Regions from separate parts of the Anas platyrhynchos genome. Here region 2 is linked to region 1. The links are chromatin contacts, called in public Hi-C maps. All regions are on one chromosome and are shown on one strand. The core of a region is the stretch at or near the end of the contact, and the rest is flanking DNA. Distances in the headings are between cores, read along the strand shown. Region 1 holds the start of LOC101791836 (UAP56-interacting factor). Region 2 overlaps PLS3 (plastin 3).

Region 1 (6,073 bases), core at 947-3,446:
AACTGCACAGAAGTGCTCTTTACTTCCTGACAGAGAGCACAAGGGACACAGAGGAAGGTGCAATCCCACCTACAGTATTCAGAGCATTCTTCATGCTTCTGCAGGGTTTTGAAAGCTCACGATCATCTTGAAGAAGTGTTCTTAACTCTTAAAAGACAGTGCTGGACCATGCACAAACTACTTTCAGACACAAAGCTCTATCATGAAATCATCCCAAAACAGCTCAAAGCAGCCCAGTTCTCACTGAGCTGGTTTGAAATCAAGGGGGTCTTTTTAATTCAGGCTGTTCCAATGAAGAGGAATGGCAAAGGGACGTCTTACTCATTAATTCATATTTTCCAACAATTTCCTCTTTTAACCTCAAACCTTCCAGAAAACATTTATCAACTAATAACACTGCATCTAGTATGCTCCGAGCAGAATGCTTTAACTTTTGCCAAATTAGTGAGGCAAGAAGTGTTCAAATCAGGCCTTTTCCCAGGCAGAGACTACTCTAGCTCCTTAATGAATCGCTGGAGTGGAAGCACAAAGTGCCATTAGCTTTCAAAGGGTGATTATCACAAACAGCAAATCATACCTCCAGCACTTGTCACCTGTCATTTTCTATCAAGAGAATCCTGTGTCCAAATTAATACAAGGCCCAGAGAAAGCGAACAAGAGCAGATGTAAGAATAGTCTGCGTGACTGCTTTTGTGATTTCTCTATCAAGTTTGCTAGGAAGAGAGCACATTGGGAGAGGCCGTGCAATGCTCTTGGTATGAATGCGCTAATGTTCTCAGCTAAGTGTGCCTTTGGGATATGCGCTATTTGGGGGCACAGACTGCTTTGAAGCATATTGACAGCAGCCCTGCCTGCTCGGCAGGGAGGTCATCACAGGCGTCCCAGGGTGGGTTCTCCACACTGCAAGGAAAAGCTCACTAGGAGCAAAGAGGAGATGAATGCTCAGCTGCCTGGTCTATCAGTGTTTTGGGTATCAGTTCTTACCTTTTCTTCTTTTCCCATAAATATGATGGGGTTAACAGGGCAACGTAATGGAATACGAAAGTGAGGGGTCATTTAAGGTACTTCTGTGCCTCCAAGACAGAATTAGATCCACAAGGGCAGCCTTAGCATAACTCCTGCAGTTACCTGTGACTGCTAACTCATATAAGAACCAACATACGTATGCACCTGGTGGTAAAAGTATCAGTTCATAACCATTGCTCTGGTTTTGCGGTTCTCTTCTCCTCTGAGTAAAGCGTATTCTGCATTGAACGTGGAGGTGGAAGCAGAAGGTCTGACTGAGGGAAGTGTTGAGGGAGAACAGAAGAAAGGGGAGTATCACGTACCAACAAACAGAAGGCAGGTGCACAAGCAACACCATGGGGAAAAACAAACAAACAAACAAACAAACAAATGAAGTTAGGGACCAAACCAATTATTGCTCTAAATCCTCATACCGCCATTAAAAGGCATGTGCATCAGTATCATGTACCAGCTTGAGCTGGCTGTAGAAAATGTTCTGCTATTCCTGACAAGCGGCTCACTGCTGGGAAATGACGCAGGGCTCCTGTCAGGAAGCTAACCCAGTCTTAAAAGGTGCTGGTGGACTTTCCTTCCACAGCGGCGATGTCACCGGGATAATCCACCAAGATCGATAGCCCAAACCCTGCCGTCCCAGCCTTCGGAGTTAATACAAGGGCAGTTGTTTATGCACAGCTCCCATATCCGCTGCCAGAGGAATGACGAGCATCACGAGCAAGCAGCTATAAATAACCCGCACACCCCGGGCTATGTCTCAATGTCTCATCTCCGTCTTTCAGTCGTGAGCCTCTCCCGGCCCGTGCCGCTTGAACCCCCCCCCAAAGTTTCGGGGCGCTGCCTGGAAAGCACCGCCACGGCTCCGAGCCCCCGATTCCTCCCTCGGCTGCGCCTCCCCAGCCGGCTTCCCCCCAGCGCAGCCGGGGCTGGCAGCGCCCCGCGCCCGTCCCCGGCTGCCCCCCCCCCCCCCAGCAACCCAGCTCCAAGCAGCAACCCCCGCCCTGCTCCGGACCTACCCAGGGACATGTCAATCTCCTCAGCTCCCGGCTGCGGCCCCGCCGCGGGGCTGGGGCTCGGGCCCGGCTGCGGCCCCGCCGCCTCCATGGTCTCTCAGGGCGCTGTGTGCCGCCGCCGCCCCGCTCCTCTCGCAGTGCGCCTGCCCGGAATGTGCCGGCACCCGCCGGCGGCACCCTGCGGCGGCCCCGGCACCCTGCCCGGGTCGCCTCGGCCCTCCGCCAGCCGCCCTCTGTCCCGGCCCGCCCGCTGCTCCCGGCCCTGCCCTGGCGCTCTGCCCGCTCCGACCCCCCTGCAGTCAGCCTCGGGGCATCCCCGCTCGGTCCCGGGAGGTTTTTGTGCAGCGCCGCCGGGCACCGTGCCCCAGCCTCTGTGCTAGCGCTGTTCTCCTCCCGAGCCCTTCTCCTCTGGGGTTTATGGCAAGAGGAAGAGCTTCGGAAAGGCATTTCTGAGTGATGGAGAAGGAGGAATGGCTTTGCTTCATTTTGAAAGCTAGAAAGACGTGGTAACTCGAGGAGGGGAGGCACTCTTGGCTTGTATTCAGGAATGGAGCTTGCTGTCTGTATTCGTGAGCTCGGGGAACAAGCATCATTTGGGACTGGGCCCTGAGCGCCCCTGGACCACTCACAGAAGTCCGATTTTTCGGGGGGATCTTTCAGTCTCTAGGGCACATCGGTTGTGGCACTGGTGCTGTCCTGCACCTTGAAAATCACCTAAACTGTCTTCCTCTACTTTTAGTTGGATAAAACTAAACTAAAGTGGTACGAGGGGGAGAACAATCCCTCCTCTCCCACAGGTTAGCAGTACTGTACACAAAGATCGTATTTTTCTAAAGCGTCTATACAAGTGCTCTGAGATAACCTTCCACACTGCATACATAATAAAGGCCACATAAGTCTCAGAACTAAGTCTGCACATTCCGTGTTTTCAAAACATGTTTTCCACAATAGCTTGCACTTCAAATAGGGAGAGAAATTTCTACATGCAAACAAATCAGGGCAAAGATTGCCTTCTGGTATGTGTATAGCTCTTAGCAAGATGGAGTACTTGTGAAAGTGTTCATTTAGGGAACTGTCCTTTTGTAAAAGAAAAGAGCAGAGCCACCAACAAATAACCTTAGCTATTTTTTGCAATGACACTGCAGGATGACCATTAAAGTATTTTAATACAAAATGTTAGGAGACTAAAGTTGTTATACCCTGTGATTCTGTGATGTACAAGATTTCCTGCGGGTACTGCTACTGCTCTTTGGGGATCCCTGGCTCTAATGCCCTCTAGTCCAGGAGCTTTCCCTTCAAAGGGACCCATTAGCAATTTCCTAGCAATTTAGAGAAGTCAGGGAAGCTGCAACTGCTGGAGTAGGAGTGGAAGTATACACATAAACCTGGTCTTTAGCAATGGGCTTAGAGAGGTGGTCTACAGCAGTGTCAGCTTTTGGCACCCAACAAGCGTGTTGGAGAAGGGCTCTGGGAGGTGTCCTGGAGCCTGCTGTGAAGCAGGAATTTCCAAGGAACTGCAAGAGAAGGAGTGTAGGAGCAGGCTGGAGTCTCCACTGAGTACAGGTGAGATGTGGATTGTATGGCCCAGGTTTCTGCACTGGTAGGAAGCTGGAGTTGGTCCATGGTGAGGCCACTGTAATGAAAAGCATCGTTACCTTCTACAAAATCATGTTTAATTATATTGTCAGAGGATCTAAAAGCAACAGCTGAGAGATTTCCAATAGTGTCTCCATTTTATCATTTTTAGTGAAATAAATAAGAGACAAAACAAGACAAAAGCAGAGTTTTAGAAATATTGAAAGCAACTTAGTAAATAGGAGGCATTTTCAAATGACATTTTTTTTTAATTGAACTACAATAAAGCAATTTCTCCTTCACTAGATGAGAGATTTTATTACCTATTTTTCTCTAAGCCACATAGGATTTAATGCAGTGATAAAATCTTTACGAGCCATATTTCTGCATCTGGGAAGTATGAGCTGATACACACTCTGTTCTCTCAGCTGCCAGTCTGTGGCCTCTTAATGTCTTGGCAAGTGTCCCATTTGCTTTGTATGTCTAAGCACTGCCGTCAACTCAGTTCTGTGTAATTTCTCACATTAGCAATGTAGGTGTTATATGCTGGACTTGGTGAAAAGGCCCTAAGAGCCAGAAGCTCTTGAGAAGCACAGTCCCCCTGCCCTGCATAACACTGCAAGTATCTAGCAGACAAAATCGACCCTGCATCCTAAGAAAGGAATTTCAGGTATGTGGCTTTTTGAAGGCTAAAGTGGCTTCATTAAAACAAAACAAAAAAAACCACTTTGCTACATTTCCCTCTAGAACTGTTTTGCATTGACTAAATCACACTGTAGCAACAAGCTGTCAAGCTAAGCCCTTGGAGCAAACTGGGGCCGAGACTTCTGCCAAAGGTGCCAGGTACTCCCCTCACTGAAGGCACATGCATAATGAACTTTTTCACAAAAAAAAAAAAAAAAAAAAAAAAGTGTTATTTCAGGGCAATGAGCATTTCAATTTATCAAATGCTCCTTTTGTCACATAGCCAAACCCTAAGGAACCCTAGAAGGCTTTTAGCTAAAACAAATAAAAATAGAAGTCAGTGGGAGAAGAGAACACATGCCAGCATCCAAAGACTTGTATTATCTGAAATATTTTCTCAGTCTCTTGGTAGATTTAGTGAATCTTCTGCATGCTAAAGAACTTGTGATGATTTGTTGTTGTCATAAGTCTTATGCCTTGATATAAAAGTATGTATTTAAAATTAATCCTGACCACTTTGTCTGTTATTCTTAGGGGTGTCTCAACTTGCAGTTACTTAATAACAGAAATATGACTGTTCACTTTCAGTGAAACAGACCCAAAACTACATGATGCATTAGGAAATAAATGAAGGGTTTTTCTTGAGAAGTAGGTCAGGGTGGTTGTAGGAACATGTGTTAAGGAAATATTTAACATCTGCATACATACCTTTGTATCTGCTGGTATGGAAGCACTCCACCGTATATCAGAATTGCTCAAAGCATAAATAGCTGCTTATCTCAATGGGCCAGAATTCCTCTCAGGTATTTTCGTGATATTTCGTATTTTTCCCACAAGGGGGAGTGTTGAGGCTTTTTAATTGGTTGGAGCTCTAGGAGAGTAATTCAGCAGTTAATGAGTACTGGTATCCGTATAGCTTCATTAGCTTGCTCCGAAATCGGTGCACCATCATCAAAGAGCTTATGTTTTATTGTTAGATGCTGAACATGGCCTTTTAACCATGTGCTGCTACTTGATAATCATCTTGAGAAGATGGAAGAGAACAAAACTGTTCCACAGGCTTACTGAGAATACAAGCCTCCTGATCTTGCTGATTTTTGCCTTCATTAACCATTCCTAGAATGTGAGCTACTTTGATGATAGTACTTCAGCTTTTATGCAAAACTTATGAGTGGATGTAATAAGGTGGTTGAGGTGCATATCATCAAGTTCTGCTCAGTGATAACAACTGTTCACTGACAGGTCATCCACTTCTTGTTAACAGTTAATGAAGAGCTCCATGATTTGCTTCTTAATGCATTTAGCAGTTGCAGTCTGGATACTGTAAGACTGCAAGGGATTTAGAGAAGGATTTTTTTTTTTTCTCTGTATGTATGTGGATTAGAAAATGAGATCTCAGCCTGGTATATGCAGAACTACTCTTACTAAACCCATTAGCTATACCTCTGGAATATGCAGAACATCCTTAAAGTCATCCCATGAAAAGTATGTTTAGAGCTGGAGGCCTACAGGATGATGTCACACCAAAATGATTGTATTAAAGCACACTACAGTTGATCATCTCGTGTCCAGTTATCTAGGACAAGGTCACAACAGTTACTTCCTATCTTAGACAGTCTTTTGTGTGATAGAGATGTGAGTTGTGAAATGCATGACATACTTGATTAAAGATAACTACAATAGCATGGGCTTGGACTCAACCCACACATGTGCAGGATGACAGGGGATTTGGTAGCTCCAGTGCAATCTGTATCCAACCTACTTACATCCCAGTAAAGGGA
Region 2 (6,073 bases), core at 1,239-3,738, 83 kb before region 1:
TAATCTGCCTGATGGAAAGGAAACTACAGCACATCTGAAGTTTCCTATTTCCACTGAAAGATGCATGCATGCCAGCATACTAAACCTGCAAAAGGTCACTGCCGTGATATATGGCACCACCTTCTGCCCATATGCAGGTGGCGCAGCAAAGCCGCAATAAACAAAACCCCAAAGCTGCTCCAAGCTCTGGCTCAGCTTCCTCCAGACAAGTCCTTAAAATAGCTTAAATAACAGGATGCAAGAGGGGAAAGTAACCCACACATTTCCTTTTAAGGACATATGCTCTCAGCAGGACCACAGATCCCTATTTGCCTTAAGCTACCATTTCAGAGCATTGTTTTACTACCTTGCAGCATCGAACAAAGTGTTCAACTGGGCTGTGTTTTTAAGTACTTAGTGTTTCCAGAAAAAGATGCTTATCGCTGCTATTAGGATCAAGGAGGAGGAAGACAAATAAGCAGAGCAAGTTTTCAGATTTTGTTCTGCCACACCTCTTCTATGAAGTGCCACTGTTTGGCCAAGTGCAGCGACCAGTTCTGTGGAATGAATTCAGAGGTTAGCTGAGATTGGGAGCAAACAGCTAACCCCACTAACACAGGTTGTATAAAGCACAGATAGTTATTATGTCCCCTCTGATAATTACTTTTGTCAGATGTTAAAATGTTCCTTCCACCCCTGCTGTTTATCACTTGCCTCACTTTCAGCAGCAATACCTGGTTATTGGATGCTGGGCGTTGCTTGCCCAAGCTGCAGCTGACTTTACTGCTAGCCTTAAACTGCAGTTTCTCATCTGTGGACTGGACTGCTTCTAGCAAGCAGCAGGTAGCCTACGGACTTGCCTTTTGCTGTCAGAACAGCATACCAGATGCATGGGAGAGAGGGGATACCTGCAAGAGGCACAGAGAGCAAGAGGTGACAGAGTACACATTAGCAGACCTTAGGGACACCCTCTGACACTAGAAAGCTGACGATCTACCCAGTCGAGCTGCACACAGAGCAACTGATCAGACGCACATCCTCAAAGCCCTGTGAATCTACACTAGCAACAGCTGTTGTGGTAGGAGCGTTCCTGGCCAGAGCCGTGACTTGCCCCGTACGAGAATTAAAGCAGGTCTCCAGGAAGCCAGCGCAGCCATGTACTGGAGCTTGCACATCACCTGGTGAGCAGAAATCACTCCATTAAGTGTTTCTTCCTCCCTCCCCACATCTCTCTTAAGACATCAAAGAAACCAGCTAGCTGAGTTTTACTATAACCATGCCTCATTGCATTCAAAGTTTTCCAAGTAGCTGGATTCTGAAGTGGAAGAAAAATCTCGCTTTACACAGCAGCCTCAGTCCAGTGTTTTTTCACATTTACTGGGGACACCATTAGAAGTTCCCAGAGGAAGCCAGCCACATCATTACCAGGCAGTTATATAGCCCAGGGCAAAGATGGCACCTTTAGGCAAGAATTAAAGGAACAAAAGCATTAAAAATGCTCTTGACAGGCACAGGCCCTCCCACAGCAGTGTCTGTGAACTGTGCCATGCCTACAGCACACAAAACAGAAGGCAGATAAAAAAAACTAGTAGATCTCATCACACTTGTGGGTACATACTAATGGCTAATTATCACATTTTTTAATACGTAAGTTTTGACATTTCTTTTATACTGGTAAACTGAACAGGGACAGCAGAACAAGCTGGTTTCTTGAAACAAATTACTATCGGACTTGAGTTTCCCACTGTTTTCAGTGCAACGGCAGACAGCCAACCTAACCTCAATAATTTCCCTACACACTAGTGACAAAAAGCCACTCCATCCAGCCAAATGAATCATTTAAAATTTATCCAAGGACAGAGCAAGCTGCCCACACCCATGTCTCAAAGTTTGCAATTAGAAGTGCATTACACAGCTAGAAGCAGGATGGTTACTCACCTGCCTCTGTGCCAGCTGACTTCCACCTGCTAGAAAAGTCTGGGACAAGAGCAAGATAGGAGAGGGAACTGCCTAAAACACAACTTGCTTCATATCCTGACAGCAAATGCTATTCTGTGAGAATTGGTTACCTTTGAAAGTTACTTTTTCCCCTACACGTTCTTAATTTAGAGCAAGTGAAACTTCTGTTCAGATGCGAGGCAGCTACTGATTCAGAGCAATAACCAGTGCTCAAGCAGCATGGATGTGCAGCCAGGGAGATGAGCAGGGGCGGATCTGACCACTTGTGCAATGTGTTCTCATCCAGTGCCAGCCCCAGGCATGGTTCCCCAGCTGCAGGCACTGACCTCAGCCCACTGTCACCATCCTGCTCCCATCCCACCCCTCCCTGGACTTTTTCTGATCCTTCTATAAGCCCTATCAGGAAACTAAACCAGCAGAAAAGTTTTCTCCATGATGTCACCTCTGCCCATTTAAGCTTCCTGAAGCAGCCTGCCAGGGGCTTGTGCAATGCTAGTATAGGGGAGCAGGGAGGCAGGCGGAGGCAGCAGGTTGCAGCTTGGGCAACCGAGTATCACCAGCTGTGACGGATGGGAGACCCAGGGAGAAACAGAGCCACCAGAGGGCACTGCACGTGCACAGTGGCCACAAAGCATTTTATTATCACCGCAAGTTGCTCCATAATGTCCAGGTATGCGGCCACTAATTAGGCTTCACCTATAAGGTCACCAACTGTGGTGCCTCAAATGCATCTGCACAAACCAGAAATGTTGAGCCTACATTTGCCCTCTGCACAGCTAAGCCCCAACTGCCAAAGCCAACACCCTGAGGACCAAGCATTGTGCAAGCCCTGAAGTGCTGCCTGGGCCAAAGGAACACGATGCCTCCTGGGATATTTCTTCCACCATCAGCAGCCAGAGAAGCCCACCTGGAGCACCAAGGCAATGCTATCCACCAGCGCTCACTGGCAGCCACACTGCCCATGTCCTTTCCTATGTGCTCCTTGGCTAGAAGTGACATGCCAGAAGTAACAAAACTGTTAAGGGACTCCTGGGCATGAAGACAACCACAAGACAAGGCGACTGCCTGTGTCCTGCTGGCACCATTTTTCATGGGGCGGGGATAAGTCCTCTTCAAACATACAGCAGACAGGGACAAAAGTGACCTTCTCACTGCGACTTACCAACTTTGGCAAAGGCCTCCTTGAGTTCTTCCAGCTCATCTTTGGAGATTTGCGTGGTGACGGCCATCTCATGAATTTAGTGGTCACCTGAAGAGAGAAAAAGGACGCTATGTGAAACCAAGCTGCATTCAAACACGCGCAGTTTTGAACAGCAGTACAGTAACAATCGGTAACAAGGTCACCGTACCTCTCAAAGTCACATTTATCTTTCCACCGAGAAAAACAGATGTGAAACTTGGAAGATGGGAAATGTGCTCCTTACCAAGTCAGAAATCCCATTAGCTTTGTTAATATTTAGCTCTCTATATTTATTTTACAGGCTGTGTTATTCTGCACACATTAAGGCACCCACTACAGGTACATGCTGTAGTTTGGGAAAAGTTCATATCTCCAGGGATTTTCCACAGCTTTGACAGAACAGGTATCTATAATTAAAATATTAATACAATAGATACTGAATGCTCTGCCTGCCCATCTGCCCACTGACAGCGTGCAACTACCTAAACCAAATAAAGATTCTGAACTGTAGCTGAAAAAGGTCTTTTTCCACAAAATAGTATACCTGATATTGTTTGCCAAGAGGAAATCTGCTTTTCTACAACAAAACTCTTTGAATAAACACCGATTTCCCAGAGTCAGTCTCTCAATGGTATGCAAGGAACGGGGGCTGTTTGCACAGCCACTGACCCCATGCACACTCCTCAGTCAGGCATGCCAGGAACACTGCAAGCAAGCGAGTGCCCTACAGCCAACAACAGCCCCACACCAGCCCCACACCAGCCATGAGCATGCCGAAACGCTGCATTGATCAGATCAGCACAGCTTCAAGGGTGTTTAAATAAGCAAAGGATGAGGCATGCATTTCCTGCCCCTGTATATCCTAATCTTTCTTTCCAAGCACTGGATAGGTGGCAGCCTGCTAGCCCAGAGAAGAGGCATCACCAGAAAGATGGCGAAAGACCAGGGACCTGCCCATGCTCCCTTCCTATGACTTTTGTGACAGCAGCGTCAGATGATGTTGGCACTTTGACTGATACAAACAAGAGAGAGCAGTGATTCATTGGACATGCAAACAGGACAAACCCTGTGCAGCGGTCTCCTGCAAAACTATGGGCATTGCTAACAGTGCCCACATTCCAGTACACACATTAGCTACAGACTAACTAAGGGTCTTTGAAAATGAGGATCTGGGCAGGCTCAATGCAACTTCCAGTGAGATTTGCAACCCAAGATTTTCCAACTCTTTGTTAGCTACAAAGCAGGAAAATAAAAGGTTTCCTCCTCTGCCTATGGGAACAGAAGCAGCCTACACCTCTGCGAGCAAAGGATGAAGGCTGATTTCAGGTTTACAGACCTTCAGAAGACAGGATCCTGAACGGGCTGGCTCACTGCTTATGCGACAACCCAGGCTTGGATTCATGAATACCTCTGCTCTGACTAGCAAGCCTCTTGTCTGAAGCTCACAGCTGCTCTAAGAGCACTTGCTGGGTTAAGAACACAAGTTTGCCTATAGCTGTAAATATTCATTTTCTGTAATACTTCATTCAGTCTGGAAGGAGGGAAGTCATTAGAGATGAGAGCGATGGGCAGGCGTGGCACCCTGGGAAAACAGCACTGACAGGTGCCAGCAGAGAAAGGCAACAAGAAGTTGCATCACTGCAGAGCCATGTAGGAGAGCACATCAGACCCCAGCTCCGAGCATCTGCAGAGTTGCCAGCAGGTAGGACAAGGTATTTAACAGTCAGCAAGAGCCACTGACAGCCAGACAACTGACTTCAGCCTTGGGTTCATACTACAAGAACAGGACAGAAGGAGGAATTGCTGCAAAGCTTGTTCAGGTTCACAGAGTAAAACAACACCATGGTAAATTTTTACAGCTGCTCCTCTCGCTGGGTGCCCAATCCACCCGACTGGGACCTTCTCTGTTACCGAGCCAGCTCCTCTGCAGCACCCAACCAGCCTGGTCCTTGGGGCCTCCAAAACCAAAACCTGGGTGTTTGTTTTTTTTTTCCAGGGGATAAAGCAGTTGCTTGGCAACAAAGTCAGCTCTGAGCAAGTTCACTGCACGGTACCAAAGGTGGATTTCACAACTGGCAGAAACACTCTGGTATCGAGATTGAAAGCAGTTTCGGCTACACATGGCATCACCTGACAGGCAGGAGAGGCTGAACTATAATACTAAAGATTCAGCCAAGCCACCCTCACTCATTCTTTTTTCCTAATCCTCGTTTGCTCCAATTCATTTTCAAACCGTTAGGGTTTCTCTTCAAATGGATTTCCAAAAACATCACTGCCTATCCATTTCATTGGAATTTAATTTGCTGCTGTCTATCTCTACCATCTTTAACACCAAAACAAGAAGCTAACACCACTGTAAGCTGAGAGTTTTTTTATTAAAGCTGCATTGTCTGACTATCAGAGAATTATCACACTCAGGATACGCCCTACCATTGTTTGTGTGGGTTTTCACTGGAAAAAAAAAAATCCAGTCTCTATATTTTTCATCTTAGCAAGTCTATGAAAGATTTACCTCTGTTTTCATATCACTTTCTTCTTTCTGTTTCTCAAGTTGAGAGGAGAAAGAGAGAACTTGAACCAAGAGAGAAAAAAAGCAGACACCTGATCTCATTATAACTGTCTGAGGAGGGGAAAGTGTTATGATATAACAAAACAGTATTTGAAAAGGTTAGTGAGATGGAGACAGTTATAAGTAGACAGGGACAGTTAAGCTCCTAGAAGGATTTTATGGAGGTTTGTGGGTTTTCCATTTTGGTTGGTCCCCTTGCTTTCTCCCAGTGAAGAGGATTACACCTACATTTGGCACACTGGGCTGGAGAGCTCTTCAGATTTATTTTATTTTATTTTTTTGTGTGTGTTGCTTAGTTGTTTTTTTGTTTGATTTTTTTTTTTTTTAGTAGCTGAGTCAAGGGCATTCAGAATTGTGTTTTTCATTCAGACACATTTTTAAACAAT

What was found. Hi-C and Micro-C count contacts between places; a contact is called where the count stands out from the background.
Region 2: a contact with region 1 is called in a Hi-C map of subcutaneous adipose tissue, with 2.5 times the contacts expected there. The contact joins the enhancer-like site here to the promoter of LOC101791836 in region 1. A contact is called at or near these places in 2 of 8 Hi-C or Micro-C datasets (liver and subcutaneous adipose tissue).

Annotation. Positions count from the first base shown.
Region 1 is chr10:15,209,389-15,215,461 of IASCAAS_PekinDuck_T2T, reverse strand. It overlaps LOC101791836 (UAP56-interacting factor), which reads right to left and starts at 2,196. Exons shown (of 9, transcript XM_027465171.3): 1 at 2,037-2,196. The coding sequence starts at 2,124.
Region 2 is chr10:15,293,041-15,299,113 of IASCAAS_PekinDuck_T2T, reverse strand. PLS3 (plastin 3) reads right to left here. Exons shown (of 17, transcript XM_027465194.3): 3 at 3,101-3,187. The coding sequence starts at 3,167. Among named protein-coding and RNA genes, the nearest start is that of PLS3, 29 kb to the right of the region's middle. Within about 2 kb of position 2,488, at least 2 of the 8 cell types and tissues checked have an H3K27ac peak or open chromatin away from gene starts, as enhancers often do. A contact at or near this core is called in subcutaneous adipose tissue, where this site is marked.